Linked DNA regions of Mus musculus: regions 1 and 3 are each linked to region 2. A link is a contact called in public HiChIP or PLAC-seq and Micro-C data. All regions are on one chromosome and are shown on one strand. The core of a region is the stretch at or near the end of the contact, and the rest is flanking DNA. Distances in the headings are between cores, read along the strand shown. Region 1 overlaps Maml3 (mastermind like transcriptional coactivator 3). Region 2 overlaps Gm30074 (a long non-coding RNA gene). Region 3 overlaps Maml3 (mastermind like transcriptional coactivator 3).

Evidence for each region. Hi-C and Micro-C count contacts between places; a contact is called where the count stands out from the background. HiChIP or PLAC-seq counts read pairs in DNA pulled down with a chosen protein or histone mark.
Region 1: a contact with region 2 is called in an H3K27ac HiChIP or PLAC-seq map of VIP interneurons, with 4 times the contacts expected there. The contact joins two enhancer-like sites. A contact is called at or near these places in 1 of 484 Hi-C or Micro-C datasets (bone marrow-derived macrophages), 9 of 115 datasets of contacts at active chromatin or transcription factors (VIP interneurons, astrocytes, bone marrow-derived macrophages and 5 more) and 4 of 9 other capture datasets (adipose tissue, embryonic stem cells, liver and 1 more).
Region 3: a Micro-C map of the HL-1 cell line shows a contact between it and region 2, with 2.5 times the contacts expected there. The contact joins two enhancer-like sites. A contact is called at or near these places in 7 of 484 Hi-C or Micro-C datasets (ECoMG myeloid progenitors, the HL-1 cell line, the N1E-115 cell line and 4 more), 5 of 115 datasets of contacts at active chromatin or transcription factors (the NIH/3T3 cell line, bone marrow-derived macrophages, embryonic forebrain and 2 more) and 2 of 9 other capture datasets (embryonic stem cells and embryonic trunk).

The regions. Positions count from the first base shown.
Region 1 is chr3:51,805,519-51,809,815 of GRCm38.p6, reverse strand. All of the region lies in intron 2 of Maml3 (mastermind like transcriptional coactivator 3), which reads left to right. Among named protein-coding and RNA genes, the nearest start is that of Gm46803, 100 kb to the right of the region's middle. Within about 2 kb of position 1,410, at least 29 of the 459 cell types and tissues checked have an H3K27ac peak or open chromatin away from gene starts, as enhancers often do. A contact at or near this core is called in VIP interneurons, where this site is marked.
Region 2 is chr3:52,174,364-52,178,730 of GRCm38.p6, reverse strand. It overlaps Gm30074 (a long non-coding RNA gene), which reads left to right. Exons shown (of 3, transcript XR_867257.3): 2 at 4,276-4,367. Among named protein-coding and RNA genes, the nearest start is that of Gm30074, 3.5 kb to the left of the region's middle. Within about 2 kb of position 2,415, at least 14 of the 459 cell types and tissues checked have an H3K27ac peak or open chromatin away from gene starts, as enhancers often do. A contact at or near this core is called in the HL-1 cell line and VIP interneurons, where this site is marked.
Region 3 is chr3:51,903,485-51,908,018 of GRCm38.p6, reverse strand. All of the region lies in intron 1 of Maml3 (mastermind like transcriptional coactivator 3), which reads left to right. Among named protein-coding and RNA genes, the nearest start is that of Gm46803, 200 kb to the right of the region's middle. RefSeq lists an enhancer at 1-448. Within about 2 kb of position 1,943, at least 49 of the 459 cell types and tissues checked have an H3K27ac peak or open chromatin away from gene starts, as enhancers often do. A contact at or near this core is called in the HL-1 cell line, where this site is marked.

The sequences.
Region 1 (4,297 bases), core at 161-2,660, 370 kb after region 2:
TGAGCAGAAAGAGCCAACGCACGGGCTTCACTCGGAGTCTGTGAATGGCGGGGGACTCTCCATCTACAGCTGTGCATGCGGAAGGATGCATGGGAGCTATGAAACACTATTTCTGGAATCCTCTTTGGATGTTGCAGGAGGGCACACAGTGGACAAACAGCAAGCCTCTTCCATAAGCTCAGGAGCCCCTGGACCCATCCCAGTCTCTGATTGGTTTCATGTCGTGTCGCAAAGCCCTAGTCTGATAGGCTGCAGAAGGGCCTTTCCTCCCACCAGTACTTTCTAGAAGGATGTTGCCATAGGGCAATAAACATAGTGATACACTCATTTTCAAATTCACTGTTGGTTGTTAAAAGCTCACAAAAGCAGTTGCGAGGCAGAGGCTGAAGAATCACCACACACCACCCTGGGCTACATAAAAAGACCACACTAGCCTGTGCTACACCGCAATGCCAGGCCAAACAACAACAACAGCAACAGAAAGCATATGTTAGTTGCTTGTGCCTCTGCCTTCAAAGACTAGGTCATGTCATTTGTCAAAGGTGGTTCGTGCCAGGCCATTGTGCTCTGTGTGTGTGTGTGTGTGTGTGTGTGTGTGTGTGTGTGTGTGAATGAAGACATGGATGCACACAACGCACATGTAGAGGTGTCTCCCAATTTTCCACCATCTTTGAGAAACGGTCTCTAGTTCACTGTTGCATATGCCACCTTAGCCTGCCCTAAGCTTTGAGAGATTCCCCTGTCTCGACCACCCATCTCGCCAGAGTAGTTCTGGAATTACAGGTACTTGCTACTGAGACACCCAGCTGTTTACATAGGTTCTGGGGATTTGAACTTGGGTCCTTGTGGGCCTTTTCTAGCAGCCGACATTGCACACCAGGTCCTGCTGTCTGAACGAGTCCTGCCAGGTCATGCTGAAATGCTATGGATATTTCCTTAGATCACCGTGGACTAGGAGTGCCACTGAGTCACAAAGCTCCCTTTTGTGGCAATCCCTCTTGACTTTTTGAGAGTCCTAGGTTTGTGAATCTAGAGTTGTCTGCCTGGCCTGGCCTCCACCATCTGCTCCGAGAACACTTGCTTTCTGATGCCAGGACTGGCTTTCCATCCTCTAGTCCAAGTTCACAGCTATCAAGAAACAGCCTCTAGTGGGGAGTCGAGCCATCACTTAGTGCCATGGTATGGTTTGTGTCCCTTGAGTCCCTACTAGATCTTCTGCAGATCTAGTAAGAACTTCTATGCACAGAAGAGAGGGATATCTCTGGCGCCCTGAGGACACAGCCATGAGCTGTTTTTTGCTGTCTTTGTGAGGCATTTGGAAACTTTCCACTCACCCGAACTCACACAGAATAAGTCACATGCTGCTCTGGGAATGGAGCTCTGGATGAGAAAAACAGAGTGCGTTCTGGGTGCGTCTCCTCCGCTTGGCCCTGGTGGTAGCAGCCTCCACCCCCAGCTGCTTCTCTCGATCCTCCCAAGTGTATCTCCATACCCACCATCTCCTTGTCTCTTTGCGGGTCATTTATAATCAGCAGTCATGGCATACAGGCCTCATTAGTGATATAGCCATTCCTTCGGTGCTTCAGAAATAATCATTTAGAAAAAAATGCACTGTTGCCCTCCCCTGAGAGCCCATGAGTGATGAATTTATTTCAGTTTGGCTGGCTTGGCTGGCTTGCTCAACCTGATTTCCATATTTATTTCAACAAACAATGTAGGGTGGGAACAAGAAACTGCATCCTGGGTGTACACACACACACACACACACACACACACACACACACACACACGCACGCTCACACTGCATATCCGCTCCGAACTCAGTTGCTCGTTGGGGGAGGAGCAAAAGACAGGCCAACAAAAGAATATTCCATGAAAAAAATAAATTGATCTGTTGGACAAGGATGAGGGGCGGTACGGCAAATCATGAGCTCACTCGTGGTTGCTGAATCTGAGGAAGTATGGGGATTCCTATTAATGAGTGTCAGATTCTCAGCCCCATCCTCTAGTAAAGGCAGTTTTCAAGAATTCTTTAGCCCCTTCGTCTTGTTGCATCTGTGTAGCCATTGATGCAGTGGGCAGGGAGCCATCTCTCTTTACCTTCAGCTCTTAGCGAAAACCTTTATATTAACTTTAACTTTACCTGGATCCAAGTTGCTACTCAAGAATTTACATCAGGTTTCGGAGAAATGACTTAGCATTGGCTGGTCTTCCAGAGGACCCTGGTTCAATTCCCAGCACCTACATGATAGATCATAACTGTCTGTAACTCCAGTTGCAGAGGGATCTGGCCCCTCTTCTGGCTTCTTTGGACACTAAGCAGACATAAGAGAGTTTACAGGAGTCTGACATGGCAGTCTGACTCGGGAGGCAGAGGCAGGCAGATCTCTGTGAACTCGAGGCTATCTTGATCCACATAGCAAGTTCGAGGCCAGTCCTGGATACACAGCGAGGTCCAGTCTCAAAAAGAACAAAAACAAAAGAATTCACATCAGAGGAGACATCTTCCTCTTGCTCCTTCTCTTTATCTTTTCATCAGAGCTGTTCAGTTTTCCTCAGTCAAAAGGAAACGTATCTGCAGCATGGGACTCTGTAGATGACCTTTCCCTTAGCCGCCGACCAGAACTAACTTCTTGGGGTACACACAAATGCAAGGCTTCGTCTGCGCCTCACATCTCCTCTCTAATTATGCTTAACTTCCTGAACCCCATCTCCCAGACAGTGGTGGTTACCTTCTGATTAATTATATGACATGACTGTAGTTAATGCAGAGTTATTAAAATTGCTTTGACTCAAAATTAGTAAAACTTTCTAGAGCATTCTTATATGGTGCTTCATGTTCGCTGCTGGCTGACTGAGCTTCCCGCTTATGCTCGCCCAGCCTAAAGGCACCACACACACACACACACACACACACACACACACACACTCGGACACGCAGGCACCCAAACCTTAACTTCTGGGTTTAGAATCTGCCTTACACCAGGTCTAAAGGTACATTGACTGGGCCTCCATGTGCGCAAACAGATGAGAGCCAATAGAAGTGGGGAGTAATCCTTTGCGCCAGAGCTTTTGTGGCTGTAAATGTGACCCACAGAACCCAGCATTGCTCCAAGAGGAACGGAGACCTATGTTTTACCACAGTTTAACCCTCGTCATATCACCAGTTGGGTTTTATACGGATTCCAGCAGAAGGCTGTATGACTCCCCAGCAGGTGCTTTTGTATAAGAACGATAAGCACCCCACTAAAGCCCACCGTCAACTGAAACCTATGTTTTTAATGGATCTGTCTCTCATTCCTGTCTTTATGCCCCTGGGTCTTGTCACTGAGATACACAAGTGATTATGGTTTGTTGTGGTTAGGATAATGTTTTAATGTCAATCAAATTCATGTAGAAAGTTGGGCTTTTTTAGTTTGGGGGTGTTTGTTTGTTTGTTTTAGTCTATAAGGCTTCTTCTGTATATTTTTCCTGCTTAAGAATGCTTGTTGCTAATTCCTCCATCTCCATCGAGGCCAGCACCCCATTCTCAGTATATAAAAGAGGCTTTCCTGTGAAAGCAGGGGCCCAAGTGGAAATAGATGCTCTGACCTGCACTTCCAGAGGGCTTATGGCAAACCCTTGCCCTGCCCATCTGGGGCTACACCCTGCTTCCGACCAGCTGCCTCTTTTACCAGCTCCTGGAAACTACAGCAAATGAGCAAGCCTTTACCCGGGCCACAGTGGTGATGGAGAAGTTCAGGCCACCACTATTGGCACCGTTGTCTTTGCATAGAAAGGAACAGTAGCAACAGCGAGGCCAGAGAATCTCACCTCCATGTCCGTGCTGGAGACATGGACAGTGGACAGGTGCTCTCCTGTCCGTCCACTAGTACTTGACCAGGCTCTCTTGTGAGAAAGTGGTCCCTCCTGCCTTTTCTCTTTCCCTTTGGTCCCCCCTCCCCCCCCCCCACTCCAGCCTCCCCGCCTCTGCTCTCCCACTCCCAAAATCGAACATGTACAGATTTTACGGTTCACTGGAGAATAAGTGGCTGTCATTTCACAGACGGGCCAGGATGTAATTAGCCACAATGCACTGGAGCAATGGAACAGATGTCTCTTTGTAAACTGAGTTTGCTGCTGATCACGGTGTGCCTGTGACCTCTTGACGGCTCCAGGCAATCCCACCACCCCTCCTCCTTCCTTGTCTGTTTTCCTTGGCCCTCTATGGGTACCAGTGGGGTGTGTGTGTGTGTGTGTTCTCTCTGTCCTTTTCTGTCTGTCCTTTTCTAGCTCAGTTCTGCTGCTGAAAAACTAC
Region 2 (4,367 bases), core at 1,166-3,665:
AGCCTATACGTGGGCATGACAGTCTTGCTCCCTAATGATTAATGAAAATAAATGACGACACCATTCTCTTTAGGACAACAGACCTGGCCTCAGCTTGGGTAGAGGGATTGTAGGAACAATTCAAAAGGATTTTCCAGGAAGATTCAACTGAGAGCTCTTTTTTTTTTTAATTCCTTTTTCTTTTCTTTCCTTCAATATAGGTCCTTGACTTTCTAAACACACACACACACACACACACACTCATTCACATATGCACTCACACACCATACAGTCTCTCTCTCTCTCTCTCTCTCTCTCTCTCTCTCTCTCACACACACACACACACACACACACTCATTCACATATGCACTCACACACCACACAGTCTCTCTCTCTCTCTCTCTCTCTCTCTCTCTCACATACACACACACACACACACACACACACACACACACACACACACTTGAGCAGGGCAGTTAACTTTGAGAATTATTCTACTCTATACAATAACCACTGGCCACTTGTGATAATTGAAGTAGAATGCAAAGAAATCAAGACCTCATTTCCTCAGTCAGACCAGCCACATTGAAGTTGCACACGAGCCTCCTGTGGTTGGTGGTTGGGGGCTACCATGTGGAATTATAGAAAGTCTCCATCATCAGAAAGTTCAACTCAGATGACTGTTTGCTCCGGTGTCTCCGGATTCCTCTCCACTTAGAACCCTCTACATATCATGTTTATAAAAGTGACTCTTTTTCTAAGATTGCAACTTCTGGGAAACTCACCAGCTTCTTCCCACTCCTCGGGGAAGTGCCCCAACTACTTGGCTGTTAGAACCTTCTAGAATGGTTAGCAAAACAATGTTGCATAGTAACCCTGAAGGAAAAGTCAACTGGACCAGTCTCAGGCTAGTGATTCCAACCTGTTTCCTTAGATAATTTCCCTAGACAGTTCTTTTAAAATATTTTTCATATTTTCTTGAGTGTGTGTAAGAAGGGATGGGAGAGAGAGAGAGAGAGAGAGAGAGAGAGAGAGAGAGAGATATGGTTAGGGGCCAATTAGATAATTTGTGGGAGAATCGTTCTTTCATTCTTTCCTTCCTTCCACCATGTCGGTCTCAGAAATCAACTGAAGTTGTCAGGCTAGCAGGCTTGGTGGCAAAGCACTTTTACTTATTGAGCCATCTTGCTGGCCCTAGACAATTAACAGAAACAGAAAGACCCCAATGAGGCTACATAGTATGTTAAGAAAGATACGGGGGCATCTCCATAAATATCCACACAATAGAGTATAATCGGCCCTTTAGAATGATATGATATGCCTCATTACAACACCCAGTGCTGAGGCTTTGAAGTTCGGCAGATGCACAGAGCAGCGAGACACTTTGATGCAGTTCAAGTGCCCATCTGCAAAGCGTCCAGGGGCAGATAGTAGAAAAACTATCTGCAGCCAATTGCACACATTCTTTGTGCCTATGTCAGTGGGGGCAGAAGTTGGGTCACACAAAAACAACACCAAAGCCTGCTTCAAAACTAACCACAGCAGAAATCACCAAAAGACAGGGTCCTTAACAGGTTTGCTAAGCAGGGGGCGGGGGGGTGCATTATATAAAAAAATGTTGACACATTTTCCAACTTCAAACAGAACCTAGTTGACATAGACTTTCCCTGTTTTAAAATTTGTCACCCTGATTTCTTTTGGAAATCTTTCAACTTGACATGTTCTCGTCTCTTACATGTGTTCTTGTGTGTGTAGCTATGTCTTGAGCCTCTCACAGTTTAACTTAAGATGAAGGTATTGGTATGGTTGGTCCCACTAGCCAGCCTGTCTCTTCCTTGGGGCTGGAATTATAGCTGGACCCCCATGGCCACCAGCTTTAATGGTCTGGAATTCTGAGCTTTGGACCTCATGTTTGCTTTGGATGTGTTTTAATCAGCAAGCCATTTCCCCAATCCAAGACCCATTAAAAAATAGTGTGTGTGTGTGTGTGTGTGTGTGTGTGTGTGTGTGTGTGTGTGTGTGAGAGAGAGAGAGAGAGAGAGAGAGAGAGATTGGAGAAAGGAGTATTCATAGACATTCTCTCTCTCCTCTGTCATGCGGGTTCCAGGGATCCAATTCAGAGTATCAGGCTTGGTGGCAAGTGCCTTTACCCACTGAACCATCTTCCCGGTCCAAGACCCATGTTTGAAGTGACATCCGGTTTAAGTGACATCCATCTCTATCAGTGTCCATACAGGTTTCCTGCCAATAAACCTTCAATGGCAGCTGGAGGCCACAGACTCTCTGCCCGTGGTTGTCTGTCTGTTGCCCAGCTGAGGATGCTTCTATTCCAGCAGGAAGCAGGTCATCTGAGAATGAAGCTCCAGCACCACAGAACTGGCTGTTTTCTCTCCCTTTAAGTCTCTATAAATCATATATAGCAATGTTGGCATGAGTCATAAGACTGGGCAGCGGAGCTCCTGCTAATCCACGCAGCTGCATGGGCCTAAAATACCTCCGTGAATAGAGTGTGTTTGTCCTGCTCGGTTGATCGCATAAATAGGAAATCAGCAAAATCTAGGGGTTCCCCAGTCTCTGAGTCTCGCAGTTCTTGGTTTGCTGCTGTCCCTTCTGTTTGCCCAGTGTCAACCCGTTTGCCAGCCTCTTGCCTCGGTAAGGAAATAAAGGACTCTGGGGCTGGAGGTGGATCAGTTTGTAAAGTGTTTAGTTTACGAGACTAGGAACAGCTTAGGCTTCCTAGTGCCCCCGAGAAAAGCTAGGATGGCAGAGCACACCCATGATCCCAGCTCCAAAGGAACGGATGGATCCCTAGAGATGGCTGGCCGGCCAGTCCAGCCTGATTGACAGGCTCCAGGTTAACATGAGACTATATCCAGATGATGCTATAGTAACGAGGCAAAAGAGGAAGGTCCCAATGTCAACCTGCAGCTTCAACATATACATCTCTGTACACACACAGAGTGGGTGAGGGGAGGCAGGCAGGCAGAGACAGGAAGCTCCATCCAACGTCAGTTTCATGAGGACATTGATTCTTTGATGAGCTGTGCTTTGTGTTCTGAGTTTTGGTCTGTATAGACCATAAACCAGGTTAATACTAATGGAACAACACAGGGCACCTCCTGTTATTAAACGACCTTCAAGTGTTTGGTTCAATATGGAATGGGCTGAAGTCACATAGGAATGACTCTGATCCCGATCTGGTCATGGTTGTTGCATTTAGGGAGTGTGTGTGTGTGTGTGTGTGTGTGTGTGTGTGTGTGTGTGGCTGTCTCTCCTCTCTAGACTGTGTATTTTCAGAGATGTGCCAAGCCTGCCCAATGTTTTTTTCTCAAAGGAGGCTTCTTCTGGGGTTCTGGGCGTGACCCAATCAGGCTGTAAGCTGGCTACACTTGTCCAGCCTGTCCAGCAGTTATCTCCTTCCAGTAGTTTTTCCATACTTTCCTGATCCCAGGCCAGCTTCCTGTCCACTCCCTCTCAGTCCTGCCGCTCTTGTGTCCCTCGCTGTTCTTTGGGTTAATGTCTAATAATTTTACACTGTGCCCACTTCTTCTCTGTCCCCCTTGGATGCTCTCCCTCACGGTGTTCACATTATTGCTTCATTGAGTAATGACGTTTCTGACACTGAAGCGTGTTCTTGGCATGCATCTGCCTCATTAACGGACATATTACTGTATATGTGGGTCACTTAGTTTCTGTTGGGTAGCGTATCTCATTTACCTTCTGATGAGGGTATTATTTAATATGTATTTAGGGCTTTGGTATTAAGAGATGTATTCCTTTAATTAAATACATATTTTGAGTCCTGACATCTGACATGGTTTGCTTATATATAAAGTGTTTATATAATTTGCTTATCTAAGCTCGGTGAAGTATAAAAAACACTAATGAGAGGTAGTAAATCACCCCACAAATATAAGCCTCTGTTTGTTGTGCTGGCCTAGGAGCAGCCCCAGACTCGTCTACGGTTCTAAGCCCTATTGCTCTTGGCTTTGCTTGTTTAATGCACAGGTGAGACCCAGGGCTGCAATGGCACCCTTAGGGCTGTTCCCCATGCACACATGTGGTCCCTTTAAGGCGTTAAGTTTGGGAAATTGAGCTGAGAGGTAACAGATAGGATGTTTTAGTGTGCTTATTATTTCTTTGAGCTTTCATATGTATGTATGTATGTATGTATGTATGTATGTATGTATGTATGTGTTTGTGTGTGTGTACACATGTGTGCATGTACATGTAGAGGCCCAGGATCAACATCATGTGTCTTCCTCAATTGTTTCTCCACTTTGTCTTCTAAGACAGGGTCTCTCACTGGACCAGGAACTCCACGATGAGCTATTGAGCAAACCTACAGATCCTCTCATCTCTAACTCCCCAGTGTCGGATTACTGCCA
Region 3 (4,534 bases), core at 694-3,193, 270 kb after region 2:
TTTGTTTCTGTGATTTTTTTTTATCACTATCTGCTTTATTTATCTACGGAAAATAAAATGTTCTGCTTCCTAAGGGGCCCGTTTCTGTACAGTTTACACATTTAGTATACAGTTTCTTCCAATGGAAAACTATAAACCTGAATTTTCTGCAACTTACAATAGGGTTTGTACAATGGGGACATACTTTGGTGAGAAAAACTATACTGAAATTGTATTTGTTGGAAAGTGATTTAAATCATCTTTCTGGCGAGCAATTTAAGTAGAGGCCAACGTGTCTGTGTGTGAGGGTGGGGTGGGGTGTGGCTTTAAGCATGGTCACGTGGTGGTGACACAGGTAGGATGTGTGCTCTGATTCCTCTGGACAGTGCTGAGTGCAGACTAATCGGAGAATTTTAGTGATCACAAATTCCCAGGCCGTGGCCTGTCAGCAGGAGAGCACAGAACTGGAAAAGGCAGAGCGCAGACCCTGTGTTCAGCGGCCTTCACAACAGGCCCTGTACACGGCTGGTTATGGATTCCACATCTCCTAGTGCTTGACCAACAATGAATACAGTGAAACCAGCTGACTCGGCATTAAAGGTTTCTAATGTGAAGGATATTTGTTAGTTCATTCAGTTATATGTAGTACAAAAGCAGAAAAGCCCTGCTTAATTAGCATGTATTAATCCCTCGAAAAGCACACACACACACACACACACCATACATTCATGCCCATGCATGCAATATACACAGATGATGTCTGGCCTCTTTGTTTCCAGAGTCCTCTGGGCACCACCAACCTCAGTACCACCACAGGAACAACAAGTTCTGCTTACCAGCTGGTGTCCTAGTATTCAGCCATGACACTTGAGGAGAGCATTTAACAAACACACTAAGTACTGTTGAAAGATTTGTACCTCTTCCTGTCTCTTACTCTCCATGATTTTGTTCCAGAAAGTTACCAGGGTACACATTCATGGGTCAGTAGATCAGTTTGCAAAATCTTAATTCTGTGAGAACACCACGGTCAAGTACATACATAGCAGCTAAATCGAAGAAGAAAAGAAAAACCATCCTCCCTGAAAAGTATTTTCAAATGTGGTGTAAATATAATGTATTGCCAAATTCCATAGTCTGGACAGCATAAGTTGTCAATAATGTACAGCTAACCCAGAAATAGAAAGCAAAATTAAAAAGCCAGCATGTTTTTTATGAAAACTAGGAGAGTATCAGTCATCATAATGAAACCCTAAACCAAATCTACATCGTAGGGGTGGAGAACATTGTCATTTATAATGGTGCGAGTGGAAAATGAACTAACCCAAACGTGAGCCCCAGATCATTCGTCAGCAGCACCCATGATCTACATTTAACATAGATTTCACAACAGTACCATTCATAACAAAGTCTGAGAATTGAAACAATTCCTAAGTAATACTTAGGGTTTTTGTTTGTTTGTATGTTTGTTTTTGTTTTTAGACAGGAACTTCCTGTATAGCCCAAACTGGCCTTGAACTCAAAATCCATCTGCCCTGACCTTCCGGAAGCTGGAGTTGTGTGTGTGTGTGTGTCCTAACACCTGGCACAGGTCGATTTTAGTAGTAGCATCTCCCAGTTATTCCCTCTGTGTGCAGAAAGAAATAGACTCTAACCAGCACTGTGCTCTCAGTGTGAAGGATGTGGGCTTCCGAGTGGGGATAAGTAGCCTTGTACCCACAAAGGCATTCAGAAATCCAGCGTTCCCAGGGGGGAGTAAGAGGAAGTCGAGTTTTGAAAATATGTATGAGAATTCTAAGGTAACCCCACAGCTTCCAGAAGAACTGGCATCCCCCTTTTCACCCTGGCCTAAAATAAACTGTGCCTGGTGGTGTTTATTGAATGACTTCTTCGGGTCAGGCGAGTTACCAGCCTGTCTGTCTCTGTGGTTATCATTGAATTGAATTAGTAATTCTTTTTATAGCCAAGGGAAAGTCCCAGCGAGTGCAGTGTTTGAAGTCATGAAGCAAGGAAGGAGGGAGTGTCCGCTCTAACCCTAGTCTTTACCTGAGGTGAACTAGTAAACCCTTAGGTGTAACCTGCATAGCACACAGGTAAGATGCAGTGAATGCGCGTGGAGCGAGCAAGTGGCAGGATCTCAAGTGAGGCTGAAGCTACTCCTGGCTAAGGAAATGGAGCAAGGGCTGGGAGGAGGGGACATGGGGTAGTGACACAGGAGATGATCGGAAGATGAAACAAAACCACCCAACCCATGTAGCAGAGTGGTGTGTAGCAGACTAGGAAACTGGAACACTCATATATTCTTTGCCAAATAGATCTACAAAATTCACTACAAAAATCCTGGTTGAGGGGATGGGGCAGCAGGATGGCTAAGCAGGTAAAGACTCTTGTACAAGTTTTGACAACTTGAGTTCAATCCTGGGATATCAGGGGTCTTTTTCATCCAGGAATTTATGACTATGTTGTTGACATCTCCTGAGAATAAAAAATATTAATACGTCTGTTTACTCCAGATAGGGCACCATTGAGAGACCAGTGAACGATTTCAGCCAGTTTGGTAAGCCAGTGAGCTGCTTAGAGATTATGGTATTTAGCGGACATTTATTTAAACATGTTTATATGTTGGCTAGACAGTGTGGCTAGTTCAGGCCATTACGTTTAGTCTTATCATCTTTACAATAATGTATATAGCGTATTTTTTTTAAAGTTTAAGAAAAGGTTGTCTTGTATTGACTTGAAGTATCTACTTTCATTTTATGTTTTTCTTTTGAGTCACTGTGGAACCCTTGAGGCAAAAGGAAAAACATTATTTCATGGTGAATACATGTGAATGTCTGTATTTGAAAATCCCTCTATATTGGAGACTGGCTTCGCCCTTGTTTACCCAGAGTGTTAGTAATCTAAGTGTGTATACATGTCACTGGCTAATCCAATGTGAATGTATGTATTAGAACACCATTATATCTCCTAATTGTTTGAGCATTCTATTCAGAGAGCCTGACTTGAATTAGTGTCAGAAACATTTCTAACACAGAGTAGACTCTGTTTTGAGTGTGTGTGACATGAACACATCACATCATGACTGTAGCTGTGTCCTTTTCTGCAAATCAATGATGTTGTATACCCAGCCATTGCTTGCACCACTTGTAAGACAGATTTTAGCTACTCAGACCCAGGACCTTTGCTTCCTGCCAGATCCCCTACCCAAAAATTGAGAACGGCTCTATATGTTTACCATTGTCACTTCAGAACATATCACTGTGTCTGGAAAGCCCTCATTGCCAGGGCAACATGTAGCTCTGTGATTACACGATATGCTAGGGATGTGAATTCATGTATGTTGCCATCCGGAGAAGCTCAGAACCCTAGGTTTGTAGGCTGCTAAGCTGGTGTTCATTTCTGCGGCCCCATCATCCAGCAGGGGTGGGGACCAGACAGCTGCATCTTGCTCCGTGTGAGCTTGGGATATGCGTGCAGGCATGCAGGTGTGATGTAATTTATGGATCCGTCTCTCTGCACTTGTAAGCAGAAAGCACGCCTGTGTACCGAGGCAGCGAAACATTAAGATGGGATCAAAGACAAAGAGAGGGTGGAAGTCTGAGTCGTGGATTTGGCTGCCTATGATGTTGAATAATAGAAATGCCCCCTCGATGGATCTCATGACCTGAGTATATGTTTATCACTTAAGTCTATTGCCTGTGTGTTATTTATCTATAATCAGACTAGAGTAGATCAGACCTTCATCGTTAACCCCTAATTCACTTTAAATTGCCACTGACATGAATCTCGTGGTGTTTCCTTATTGTACATTAAGTCTGTTAGTGAGGTTAATAATGAATAAAGTATTTAGTTATATGAAACAAGGGTGCGATAATTGCATTTTCATGAGGGGCTAAATTTGATGAAATTATACAGATTTAATTCAGTACTGAAAAAAGAATCTCAGGATAAAACTTCTGAGTGTATCTTTTAGAGAACTTATCGGGTAAGAGGTATGGCTTAACAAGCAATACTGCACGCCATGTCTTTCTTGTTCTCATTGTAAAAGCAAAAGCATTGCGGACATGTGTTTTCTGATTGATTTTGGATAAAATTGTGATACAGTTCTTTGATATTGGGTAGAAATTGCTCTCTCACCTTCTTTTGTGGGACAGCAAAACAAACAAACAAACAAACAAACAAACACTTCCTGGCCCTGAAACCAGCCTCTTGGCTCCCACACACAATACAACTTTCTAATGTTTTCGACTTTTGGAAAGTTCCTGAAATCAAGATTTAAATAGGACTTCCTTTAAGGAGAATCGCTTTTTATAAGCTGGTGACGTGGTTTCATTGATGGATAAGGTGAGAAGGCAGAGGAGGTGGCAACAATAGTATCTCAGAACAGTTTCTGAATTAGATTTTCTTAAATGACATTGATGGGGATGTAAATTAATGCAGCTACTACAGACGACTGAGAGGAGGAATGTGAAACAGAAACAGGGCACAACTCAGCAGTCCTGTTCTGCCCTGTATATCCAAAGGATACGAAGTCGGGATCTCAAAGAGATGTCTGCCC